Linked DNA regions of Mus musculus: all the other regions are linked to region 2. Evidence: chromatin contacts called from public HiChIP or PLAC-seq and promoter capture Hi-C data. All regions are on one chromosome and are shown on one strand. The core of a region is the stretch at or near the end of the contact, and the rest is flanking DNA. Distances in the headings are between cores, read along the strand shown.

What was found. Promoter capture Hi-C pulls out the DNA fragments that hold promoters and counts their contacts. HiChIP or PLAC-seq counts read pairs in DNA pulled down with a chosen protein or histone mark.
Region 1: a contact with region 2 is called in an H3K27ac HiChIP or PLAC-seq map of embryonic stem cells, with 14 read pairs. The contact joins the promoter of Fis1 here to the promoter of Trip6 in region 2. A contact is called at or near these places in 9 of 39 promoter capture datasets (3T3-L1-derived adipocytes, cranial neural crest, embryonic stem cells and 6 more), 1 of 484 Hi-C or Micro-C datasets (CD4 T cells), 12 of 115 datasets of contacts at active chromatin or transcription factors (bone marrow-derived macrophages, embryonic brain, embryonic forebrain and 6 more) and 3 of 9 other capture datasets (adipose tissue, liver and pancreatic islet).
Region 3: a promoter capture Hi-C map of hematopoietic stem and progenitor cells shows a contact between it and region 2. The contact joins the promoter of Tsc22d4 here to the promoter of Trip6 in region 2. A contact is called at or near these places in 10 of 39 promoter capture datasets (the 3T3-L1 cell line, the C10 cell line, cranial neural crest and 6 more), 1 of 484 Hi-C or Micro-C datasets (embryonic stem cells), 12 of 115 datasets of contacts at active chromatin or transcription factors (the 230-238 cell line, the SCID.adh cell line, embryonic forebrain and 7 more) and 1 of 9 other capture datasets (liver).
Region 4: a contact with region 2 is called in a promoter capture Hi-C map of neural stem cells. The contact joins the promoter of Sap25 here to the promoter of Trip6 in region 2. A contact is called at or near these places in 11 of 39 promoter capture datasets (the 3T3-L1 cell line, the C10 cell line, cranial neural crest and 6 more), 1 of 15 datasets of contacts at CTCF or cohesin (large pre-B cells), 7 of 484 Hi-C or Micro-C datasets (B cells, the G1E-ER4 cell line, brown adipocytes and 3 more), 12 of 115 datasets of contacts at active chromatin or transcription factors (the 230-238 cell line, the NIH/3T3 cell line, the SCID.adh cell line and 6 more) and 4 of 9 other capture datasets (adipose tissue, embryonic stem cells, liver and 1 more).

Annotation. Positions count from the first base shown.
Region 1 is chr5:136,960,598-136,963,358 of GRCm38.p6, forward strand. Fis1 (fission, mitochondrial 1) reads left to right here and starts at 1,480. Exons shown (of 5, transcript NM_025562.3): 1 at 1,480-1,631; 2 at 2,402-2,534. The coding sequence starts at 1,587.
Region 2 is chr5:137,312,768-137,315,534 of GRCm38.p6, forward strand. It overlaps Trip6 (thyroid hormone receptor interactor 6), which reads right to left and starts at 1,474. Exons shown (of 9, transcript NM_011639.3): 1 at 1,193-1,474; 2 at 814-941; 3 at 584-709; 4 at 1-322. The coding sequence starts at 1,301. Slc12a9 (solute carrier family 12 (potassium/chloride transporters), member 9) reads right to left here. Exons shown (of 14, transcript NM_031406.3): 14 at 1,791-2,767. The coding sequence ends at 2,184.
Region 3 is chr5:137,744,409-137,747,457 of GRCm38.p6, forward strand. Tsc22d4 (TSC22 domain family, member 4) reads left to right here and starts at 1,561. Exons shown (of 5, transcript NM_023910.6): 1 at 1,561-2,006; 2 at 2,440-3,049. The coding sequence starts at 2,708.
Region 4 is chr5:137,640,073-137,642,908 of GRCm38.p6, forward strand. It overlaps Sap25 (sin3 associated polypeptide), which reads left to right and starts at 1,401. Exons shown (of 5, transcript NM_001081962.2): 1 at 1,401-1,744; 2 at 1,838-1,941; 3 at 2,024-2,162; 4 at 2,269-2,366; 5 at 2,451-2,830. The coding sequence starts at 1,564. The coding sequence ends at 2,714. It overlaps Lrch4 (leucine-rich repeats and calponin homology (CH) domain containing 4), which reads left to right. Exons shown (of 18, transcript NM_146164.2): 18 at 1-1,027. The coding sequence ends at 73. It overlaps Gm20605 (predicted gene 20605), which reads left to right. Exons shown (of 22, transcript NR_033148.1): 18 at 1-1,744; 19 at 1,838-1,941; 20 at 2,024-2,162; 21 at 2,269-2,366; 22 at 2,451-2,824.

The DNA of each region.
Region 1 (2,761 bases), core at 230-2,729, 350 kb before region 2:
TACAGATGGTTGTGAGCCACCATGTGGTTGCTGGGAATTGAACTCAGGACCCCTGTAAGAGCAGTCAATGCTCTTAACCGCTGAGCCATCTCTCCAGCCCAAAATACAGCATCTTATGTGCTATTTGTAGGGGGAGAATGGCCCAAAGTAGCTAAATTAGACAACGTTGGCAACGAGAACACAGGATACCTCAGACATACACGTCTATCTAAGGACGAATAGCCATAGGCCAGGAAGAGAGTAGGATCCCGACAAACTGCAACCCTCACTCCTGTGAGGCCCAGGCCCCAGCCTCAGACCTTGCCAAGTCTGCCTGTGGACAGTGACACAGAGCTGACATTCCTTTTGCCCTTTCACCCAGGCCTCTGAGAAAGCCTTGGATTGTCTGGCTCCCAAGAAGAGTTCCTACCCCAGGCTGGACTCCAACTTGCTAAGCCAAGGATGATCTTAAACTTCCTCCTCTTCCTGCCTCCACCTCCCAAGCGCTAGGATGAAAGCCTGCATGACCATTCCCCCTCCCCACATTAGATGCATAAGGATAGGAGTTTTCTTTTTCTCAGTGCCAATCCCTGTACTTAAATAGTGACCGACACTTAGGAAATGCTCAATCAAAAATGAATGAATCAACCAATAAGCAACGGCAGGGCTAGAAGATAGATGTTCTGAATAGCAAAGACGGCAGGCACATGCAGAGTGCCTGTGATTACTGGAGGTTTCAGAATCATAGGGCAAGGGACAGCGAGTGTGCTGGCTAGTCCTCTGTCAGCTTGACACCCAAACTAGAGCTCTCTCAAAGGAGGGCCCCTCAATTGAGAAAAATGCCTCCATGAGATCTGGCTCCAAGGCATTTACATAACTGGGGGAGGACCCAGTCCATTGTGGGTGGTACCATCCCTGGGCTAATGGTCCTGGGTTCTATAAGAGAGCAGGCTGAGCTGGGTGGTGGTGTGTGCCTTTAATCCCAGCAATCAGGAGGCAGAGGCAGGCGGATCATGTGACCCAAGTTTTCCCCTTATAGCTGGAACCCAGGCAGTTGTGAGCTATGTGGGGTCTGGCAACAGAACATGAGAGCCATCCATGGGCCTTTAACCCTGGACTGTGTTTCCTGGGTTTTCTTCAGAATCCTATTAAGAATGGCTGTCCACTATGGTCATGTGACCCAAGTTTTCGGAGGGGGGAGGTGGGGGAGTGCGTGGAGCATGGAGAGGGTATAGCTACCAATTCCTCTTGCTTTATGAGAGACTGAGCATCTCTTTGTGAGAGACTACACTGAGACCCTCCGGCCCCTGGTACTCATTAGGATTTTATTGCAAACATTGAAGATAATCCAGGGTCCTAGAGTGAGGGGTTCTTACACTGGTTCCTAGGATAATGTGATGCAGGGAGGATCTAGGACATCAGGGGAGTCCAAAGAGAGCAAAGTATCCCAGCGTAGGCACTAGTGCCCCCGCCCGCCCCAAGGCAAAGGAGGAAGGGGCGGGGCCTCCACAGGTCGATGCCGGAAGTGCCTCTCCGCCCCTGCTACTGGACCATGGAGACTGTGGCCCAGTAGAGACCTTAGTGTGAGGCTTTCAGGGGCGGCGGCCATGGAGGCCGTGCTGAACGAGCTGGTGTCTGTGGAGGATCTGAAGGTAAGGTCTGGGACGGAGGAAGGAGAAGGGCAGAATTGGAAAGGGCAGTTCCTGAGGAGAGCTGACTGAGGCTAACCAGTGCCGGTTTCGTCTTTCTTGGCAAGCTGAACTACGGCTCCCAGCAGCCTCTGCGGCATCCTGCTTCTTGTGGGAATCGGCTTCGTGTCCCTAGGCCTGACGGGAATTGTAGCTTCCCGGGTTTCAGCAACTCAGACCTAGGCCTGGGGTCTTAGTGTGATGCAGAGCTGGGAATTTGGGGTACTCGTGTGCAGGGATGGAGTAGTATAGTCACTGGTGTAAATTTTCGCTAGTGTTTAGTTCCTCACGGTGCTATTTTCACCGCATCCTTGTAGCTGTGTTTTCTTTCCTCTCCTAGAATTAAAGTAAGGCAGATCCAGGCCCAAAAGAGTAGGGTGGGACGGGACCAGCGGCCTCAAGGGAAAGGCCATGTAGGAGGTCGTTTAGCTCTGGGACAGTATGTTTACTCTTCAGACACTTGGGGTCAGCTGGTTTGGGAGCAGTGCCTCCAGCTGCCACCAGGTGGCATCTCCTCTTGGTACCACTAGGGGCTGGGTTCACGGACCTTCCGAAGGGGAGGACACAGCATGGGACCCAGGGGTGGAGATGACAGAAGCTTCGGGGTACCAAGATCTACAAGGGAAAGGCGGCAGGGAGGAAAATATGATCTAACTGGGATTCAGACATCAAGTTAGCTGGAGAATGATTGCTGCTCTTTGTTGCTAAATGGTCACTCTTCTCTCTAATGACAGAATTTTGAAAGGAAATTTCAGTCTGAGCAGGCAGCTGGTTCTGTGTCCAAGAGCACGCAATTTGAATATGCCTGGTGCCTGGTTCGAAGCAAATACAATGAGGACATCCGCAGAGGCATCGTGCTGCTGGAGGGTAAGGCGCTGGGCCCCACTTTCCAGCCGCCAGCCAGCCTGACCTCTACTGTGCTTGACCTCACCCCTCCAGGACCCTTTCCAACACAGAACCCTCACCTTACAGCACATTTGTCATTCAGTAACCACCAGTAACTTCACTTGGAGAAAGGGCTAGATTGATTCTCTACGTCCCCAGCATCTGAACAGTCATTCAGATGGAAAATGCTGTAGGAAAAAATGCTCTCA
Region 2 (2,767 bases), core at 224-2,723:
CCGGAACCCCCGGTCCTGGCTCTCGGTGGCTCCTATAGCCAGCCCCCCAGACTTCACCACGACCTGTCAGAGGAAAGTGGGGGCCTGGAAGAGGCCCAGAGGCCTGAGAGGCCCCTCGCCTGGGCAGTCCACAGCCTCTCACAGGTTGAGCCACCTTCACTTGTACAGGGAAAGCAGGGCCAGCTGGCGTGCTCGCGGTAGCATAGGAGGCTGGGGTAGGTCCACCATAGTGGGATGCTGGGAGCATCGGGGTTGGAACAGCACCTCCACTGGGCTTCAGGGAGCCTCCGCGGTAAGCATGGGGTGGGGGAGCCTCAAAAGCCTGGGAAGACAAGCAATGCAGAAACAGTAAAGCCAGACCCAAGATCCATGCGTGCCAGGTGGGAACCCCAGGGTAGCAATGACTTCTGACAAGTTCCCATGGCCTAGGCCTGCCAAGGAGGAAGTGCGTGATTCCTTGAACCAGGTGTTTATTAGTTGCAAAGAGGGTAGGTGGGCAGTGAAGAGGGTGGACTGAGGCTGAGAAGCTAGGGCAGGGAACTGGCTGAGGATGGGGAAGCAGAGACAGAACACAGGAAGTCACCTGTCTGTCTGGCCGCCTAGGTGCATGACTGCGACCCCCGTCCAGATCAGCCAACATGCTGGTGAGCGAATCTATCTCAGCATCCAGACTGCCAGGGCGGATGATCCCCCTGTCTGGAGGGAGCCCCTGAGACAGAGGGAAAGGAGGAAGAACAAATGCTGATGACACCCCCGACCTAGACTTCTTTCACCTTGACCCTGAGAGACCCTACCCTCATCTCCACTTCTCACCTGCAGGCGCTGGGGTGTTCCATGGGATCCCACCCAAGTAGGCCCCCGATCTTCCGGTACCCCCGGAGGCTGATAACAGTGTTCAGGCGGGAGGGGGCAAAAGTTGACCCTGGGGTGAGGCTGGAGTGCTAAAGGGAGAGACAGGAGGTGGGACTGGAGAAGGGTACCTCGGTAGAGCTGCCCTTCTAAGGGTGGCTCTCCTTCTTCACATTCCCGGGAGTCTGGGAATCAACCAAGAGTCAGGGAAAGTTGCACAAGAGCTGGGGCCTCTGGTTTGGGAAAGGGACAGCAGGAAGCAGGCAGGCAAGGGAGAAAAGGTGAAGGAAGGTGGCCAGCGGCTCTTCTGCTACTCCGGCGTGTGTGAGAGAGGAACACTTACTTGCTCCGTGGGCCGTTGGCGGGCCCAGGGCGCCTCTGGGCAGCGATCTCCCCTGAGGGAGTCTGGAGGGTTCTGGCTGCTTCGGGGGAAGCCAGGTGGGCCCGGACATGGTCTGGAATAGGGTTACTCCACTCCAGACAGAGGTCAGGGTCCCCACAAGCTCAGAGCCTGGAGCTCGGAGCCTTGGGCCCTTTCCCTCCCTTACTGTCCCACGCCCCGTTTGGGACTCCCGCAAAGAAACTTTTTCTGGCTTTTTTTCCTCCCTTCCTCCCCAATTTTGGAGACGACCACGCCCCCTGACGTCACCACATTCCAGGGGAGGGTCACGTGGCCCCAAGCCTTATTCTACAATCCTTCCCCTCTCTGGCCCCCTCCTGTTAAGAGAAGACCGCCCTCCTCCGGAGCCAAGCTGCAGGGTGGGCTGCAGGCCGCTCTGAGAGGCTCTGGCCCAGCAATTCTCTCGGATCCCTGCCCCAGTCTTGCACGTGGCAGCCTCTCGGCCCAGGCTCTGAACGCATCTGTCTCCACCCCCTCACGGTTCTCTCCCTTCCCACCCGGCTGCCTCTCACCTACCCACCAGCAGTGCTCCACCAGCCCATAGTGTTTCGGTCTTTTATTTATGGTCAGTAGTTAGAAAAATAAAACAAAACACAAACATCACCACCCAAGGAAGTCGGGGAGAGGGAGGCGGTGCGTCTGTGGCCAGGATGGGGACACTGAGGTAGCCTAGAGTCACAGAAGAGGCCAGCCCCTCTGGTCAAGGCACCAGTGAAGGAAGCGGAGGAAGACCAGGGACAGGGCCGCAATGTCCTCCCCTACAATGGGGCAGCCACCTAGAATTAGTGTACTATGTCCGTTCCCCCGCCCAAAGGAGACCATGGTCCCCTTAACACATCATCCAAAGGGCAGGGCCCACTTGGGGCGGGGGGAGGGGCGTCCATTGCTCAGAATGAGCCTGGGCCCGCTCTATCCAACCCTGTATGAACAGGCATCAGAGATCAGTGCAGGTTACCGGAGTGACCCCGTGAATAAGAAGGGTGGGACCCAGATCACGGCTCAGGGTCTCCAGCAGTGCCAGGTATCTGGGGTAGCGAGCAGGATCAGCAGGCGGTCGAGGCAGGTACAGGAAGGTAAGGGCTGTGGTGGGTCCCTCCTCCCCATCCCTTCCTTCGGGTCCCCCAGGGCCTCCTACGGTGCCTCGCCCCTGCTGTGCTCGCACCAGGGCATTGGCACTGCAAGCTAGAGCCTCAGCCTCTTCGTCTCCTCGACCACCATTCACAAAGTCCCCTTCCTCCTCCTCAGGCTCGCCAGTCTCTGCCCCTTCACCCCACACCACCTCTTGCACCTCTGCCCGGATCCTGAGTTGACTCAACAGGGCCCGAAGCCTTCCCTCTGCTGCCCCAGGAGCCTCCCTGGGCCCCAAGCACAGGAAGATCCGGAGCCGGGCACTGTGCCAGGCAGGCACCATGCTTAAGATGGTAGCCATCTGCAACAGAAAAAGGCCACAGACGTCCACGTAGCCAGGTCCACCCCGGGGCCTCAGCAGGTTTAAGGGCCACACGTCCACATGATGTA
Region 3 (3,049 bases), core at 311-2,810, 430 kb after region 2:
AATGCCAGTATGGGTGCCAAGAAAGAAAAATGGCAGTTGGGAGTTCGCTTTTTTTCTTGCCAGTTGCAGAATAGACCCTTTATGTGTGTGCAGATTCTCCTTCATAATGATGAAGGGATAATATGGGACAGGTGGGAGAGGGCTGGAGATGGGAAAGAGCTGGTCTGTAGCCAGCTGGGATTGGTTCTCAGGTATACGCACGGGGTAGTTGTGTGGACATGGGTGTGTGTCCAAGCACTTGGGGAAGCAGAAGTGAGCAACTTCATCTTCCCATCTACCTAAGTGTTTATATGAGGGACAAAGATGAGAAGGTAGCAATGCCTGTTCTGGGCTGAGGAGTGGCTCAGCAGGTAAAAGTTCTTGCTACTCAAGCATGAGGACCTGAGTTCAAATCTTCAGTAGCCACATGAGAAGCCAGGCATAACCATGTGTGCCTATAACCTCAGTGTTGTGGAGAATAGATGTAGAATTATTGGGGCTTGCTGGATGCCTACCAAGCTATGCATTCAATGAGAGACCCTGAGTAGGACACCCAGTGTGGTCCTGTGGCTAACAAACACACACAAGTGTGTGCAACTACTCATTCATGTGCACACACACGCCACACACATGTCTACCCTACCACCAACAGCCTTCTTGGATAGTTTGCTTTCTCCAATTTTCCCTTTTTAAGAGAGGGAAACACCGTATCAGAGATTTGATTTCATATACTGGAGCAGGAGCAGGATAGACAGGATGGCTCAGTGGGTAAAGGGCCTTACCACCAAACCGGATGGTTGGCACTATTCCATCCTTGGACCCACATAGTGGAAGAGAAAACTGACTCCTTCAAGTTGACCTCCAGATCTACACATACATACATTCACAGTAAAAAAAAAAAAAAAAAAAAAAAAAAAAAAAAAAAATTCAAATATTGCAGCAAAATCCGAGAAAAGATATTGGAGGAATAAAACACGTTTGGGTACAGCTGATACTTGTTACAAGTCCATGATGGCGTGTATGGGCGTTCATTCTCCTAGTTCCTCTACTTTAGGGCATGTTTGAAAATTTTCATAGCCGCTCGCTTTTGAAAACAGAGTGGGGAAAGGAGTTTCTCGTGAATTTACGGTGAAAACCAGAGACGCTGTGACAAATCACAGCCAGTGGGTCACATTGACTATGTATTTATGGACAGTCAGGTACCCAGAACATGTCTGGCACGTTCCTTGAGACTCTTTTGGAGAACCTGCAAAAGCCTACAAGTAAGGGAATCCCTGGCCTCCCGCAGGCTCCTCCTCTTTTTCTCCGCCCTCATGCCCCTCCCTCCGAGGAAGAGTTGCCTGGAACCTGGCAGGTGTAGGGTTAAAGCAACCAGTTTGGGACCCGCAGCGGCAGAAGCTGCAGCAGCAACAGCAGCAGCTACAGCAGCAACTGTAGGCTGCGGCTGCGGCTGCGGCTGTGGCAGGCCTGGCTCCGGGCCAGCTGGCAGGGAGCCTTAGGAGGGAGGAGGGAGGAGGGAGGAGGAAGAGGGGAAGGAGGAGGAGAGGAGCAGTGAGCAGGCCCGAGAAGGCAGGACTTCCTGGTGTGGGGGTTGTCAACAGCCCAGAAAGAGAGCCAGAGACCCAGACCGAGACGGAGCGGAGCTGAGGAGCTGAGAGATACATCCAGTGGGGCCACGTGGGAGGAGCCTTGAGAGAGAGCCACTCAAGGGACTGGAGCCAGCGGGGGGCTGAGCCGCCCCCTCCCACAGCAACAGGGAAGACCCGTGGAGTGTTAACCGAGGCTGCGCCTGGGCTCCCCCGTGGAAGCGCTGGTTTCTTCTCGTCTCAACTGCAAACTTTCCACCGAGATGCCTCGCAGAGTGAGATGCGGACGCCAGAGAACACTGGGTAGCCCTTGATTGCTGCCTGCCGTGGCCTGCTCTAGGCCGCCTTAGGATTTAAAAAAAAAAGAGAGAGAGAGAGAGAGAGAGATCTTAGTCCCCCAGGTCTTCTCTCCAGCTCAGCTCGGTGGCCGAGGCCCGAGAGGTAGGTAGTTCTCCCGGGCTGGGCGGGGCGCTTGGCTTGGCGGGCAGTGCCTAACCAGCGATGGGGGAACTGGAATGGGGGTGGGGTGGGCTTGAGGCCCGGCAGAGGCCTCAGGGTGGCCCTTTCAGGGGAGGAGCCGATTCACCCCTGTGCCCCTGGCCATGGAGATACGTGTTGGGGACGAGTTTGGATCTCAAGCATGAAATGTCCAACTTTGGGTCCCAGCTGCTTCTTCCTGTTGTGGGTGTTCTGAATTCTGTCCCCTCTGCTCCGGTCTGTCATTTCTACTTGTCTCTGGGTCTCTAGTGGCTTTCTTCTTCCTCCCTCCAGTCGGCTCCCCCGAGAGGAAGCCCCGGAGGTGGTTTGGCCCCTGCTTTTTCTTTTGCTCACGTACACACACTCTCGCTCACTTTCTGTCTCTTTCTTTTTCCAGTTTGCAAGCTCAGCTTTGGGGTTTCAGCGGCGACAGCAGCAGGAAAAACCTGCCCCTGCCCCCCCCTCCTGCCACCTCCCCTCTGTACTCCAGTCACTAACCAGGCACCCCCAAGTTCCCACAAGGCCCTCCTGCCATGTCGGACCCAGACGTCCCCAGGGGCCCCGATGTCCCTGCCATGTGGCCCCCTTGTTCCAGAGGTGCCTGAGCCCCTCTCCAGGAGCCCAGCCCCTCCCCCACCCGAGCCCAGTCCGGAGCCCCAGGGACCATGAGTGGTGGTAAGAAGAAAAGTAGTTTTCAGATCACCAGCGTCACCACGGACTATGAGGGCCCAGGAAGCCCAGGGGCTTCGGATTCCCCTGTCCCACCGGCTCTCGCTGGGCCCCCGCCCCGCCTCCCCAATGGGGACCCCAACCCTGATCCAGGGGGCAGGGGCACCCCCCGGAATGGCTCTCCGCCACCTGGAGCCCCTGCCTCCCGTTTCCGGGTGGTGAAGCTGCCCCAAGGTTTGGGAGAGCCTTATCGTCGAGGTCGGTGGACGTGTGTGGATGTTTACGAGAGAGATCTGGAGCCTCCAAGCTTCGGTCGGCTTCTGGAGGGCATTCGAGGG
Region 4 (2,836 bases), core at 151-2,650, 330 kb after region 2:
TGGCTTCCTCCTCTTCTACGTGGTCTTCATGCTGCTGCTCTATGTCGTCTACACTCGGCTCCTGGGCTCCTAGGACCCACGTTGCCCCTTCCTTCCCCACCTTCTATTTATAAGACCTCCTGTTCAACCGGTGGTGCCTTCAGCCCTACCAAAGACACTAGTGTCCCCTCACCAACGCTGACCTCAGAAGCCCCACTCTCATACCCACAATACCCTTACCCTTAGTGCTGATGGTGCCTTCGTGTTCTCCCGGCCAGCCCTCTGTCCCCCGTCGGATGACAGGACTGTGGCTTTTCTCTTCTGTCCTCCCTCCCCCTACCAGCTGCTATGGGGGAGCTAAATTATCTCTGTTTTGTAGAGAGAACTATTAGCAGGGGATGTGAGCCCAGTATGGGCCCCTGGCTCTGTGTATAAACTGTATAGATTGTCACCTCTGTGTGTGCGTGTGTGAGCTCCTGCTGCAGCCAGGTCTTGTCCTGCCTGGGCTACCTGCCTGTGCAAGCCTTTCCCTTTGGAAATGACAGGCCTCTCCTGTCCCAGTCCCCTGTGTTAACCACCCGTCTGTTACCTGCTGGCAGCTTCTATGTGTCATTTGTCCCCAGGTATGGGGCAGTGTCTACCAGGAGTTCCCACCCTCTTAACCTTGCTGGGGGAATTCGAGGGGGAAACCTAACCTGGGCCCCTCCCCCCAGGAGTCCCTGTGCCAGCCCCACCACATCCTGGAAGAGGAAGGGGCCCCTGGAAGGGGCCTCCCTCACATCGCTGCTGTCCTTCACGCACTTCTGGAACAGCCTTAGGGGTAGAGGTTGGGGGCTCTGGGCCCCAACTACCATCGGACCTGTCCTGGGAGCAGATGACACCTGGGCCCAGCCAATTAACAAGGACTTGGTGACCATGGTCTTGTGTGTAGCACTGGCCTTGGATATCCCCCTGCCCTTAGGCTGCTTCGGGTACAGCCCCCATCTGGGTGAAGAGCGTTGTGTCAAACACAATAAAAAGAAGCCCAAAGGCCTGTAGGTTGGTCCTCAGGTGTGTGCCTGCCTGTCCATGAATGCGCGAGCTTTTTGGGGACCTGAGTCCTCTACTGTGAGTCCCAGTGTAGACTGCTATATTTCTGTGCCTGGCAGAGGAGCTTTACCGGCACAAGTGCCCCGTGCCTCTGCCGCCAGGGGGAGCCCTTGAGAACCTGGTGGGAGCGTGCCACGTGGCTGAAGAAACGCTGGCGCAGGCGTCGTGGCGACACCTCTGAGGTGGGCTAGGACTTGGGCGCTCATGTAGTCAGGGCCGCGCGCAAGTGCAAGCACGGCGGTGGGTATTGCCTGGTGCTTCACCAGTCGCAGGATGTTGCCTTGGCTTGGGCCATGGGCCACAGGCCAGGAGGAGGCGACCGAGGGGCTAGGCCTCCCCACCGGCACTGGTCACGGAGAGGCCTTGAGCTCTGGAGAGGAAACCATGAAGGAGCAAGAAACGCCTGTGCAGGACAGGTGAGGGCTTGGTGGGGGCCACTAGGAGGCGTTGTGGGCGCTTTCCAAAACTGAAAATCTACGAGATCGGGACTGGGAAATGGGTATATTGTTGGTCCTGCGACTAACTCAGGTCAGCATTAGGAAGGGAGGTGAGTGGGGAAGCCTGCCCTTCCCTTCACACAGCTCACAGCCCCAGGCCCTCAGCCCATCTGAGCCAGGAAGAAAGCAGCTGCCGCCTTCCAGGCACCTGGCTACTGAGCCGACTGCAGAAGCCCCAGGTAGGCACCAGGTCGGCACCAGGTCGTGCTGTTTTTACCCACAAGGCCCCAGAGAGTCCGAGCCTGTTCTAATCTCGTCTCTCTCGTTCACAGTACGTCTTTCTCCCCGGGTGACCTCCCAGGTCACCCCCTCAAGGATGTCTCCACTGCCACTTCGGGATCCCAGCCACCAGGCTAATGCAGGACCTCGGCTGGTGGTGAGCTGGGGGGTTTGTGACTGTGTCTCCAGGTAGCAGGGGTGCCAAGAGAGGTGGAACTCTGACTTCCTGTTCTCCACAGGAGCCCAGCTGTGGGCCAGGGGTATCTTTGTCTAACAGGACACTGTGCCATCCTTCCTGGCCGATGTATGATAACTGGGGCAGGAGCCCAACCACCTCAGAACGCCCAGAGGAAGAGCAGGTGGTGTCTAAGGATACAGGTACTGATCTTGGCCCCACAGCTCAGTTGTGAAGTTGCCAGGGAAGCTGCACTGAGGGCTGGGGAGGAAGGCCAAGGCCACCAAGCTAGCAGGCTCTCTCCTTCAGGGGTCCCGGTGAGAAACTATGAAGATGTCTTTCTCTTGGATCCTCTGCTACCATGTGGGCAGCGTGTTCCCCTAATCCTGACCAAGCCCCCTCAGCAGGTAAGAGTGAGCCTCCCTCCATTCTCTTCTCCCTTTCTCCATTCAAAGCCGGGAGGACAAGCTTCCCTTTTTTTGTCTTCTCAGGCAATGGACTCCAGGAAGCTGCTGCTCCCACCGCCCATCATGTCGCCCTCTGTGCATCCGTCCTCATCCCAGGCCTGCTCCTCCACCTGGCTCAGCGAGGCAGAGATGATCGCCCTTGCTGGTCTGCTGCAGATGAGCCAGGGAGAGCAGACACCCAACTGCGTGGCAAGCTCTCTGCCTTCCACCAGCTGCCCAGACCCTGTCTCTGTCTCTGAAGACCCAGGTCCCAGTGGTGACCAGAGCTGTTCTGGGACTGACACATGAACCACATAGTACCCCAATAACCACAGTCCATAGTGTACCCTGCCCCCCACTCCTCCACGGGTGCTTTCTTCTCCCCCAAGCTGTTTTGTTGACAATAAATCAGAGTTTGCAAACCAGGCTGT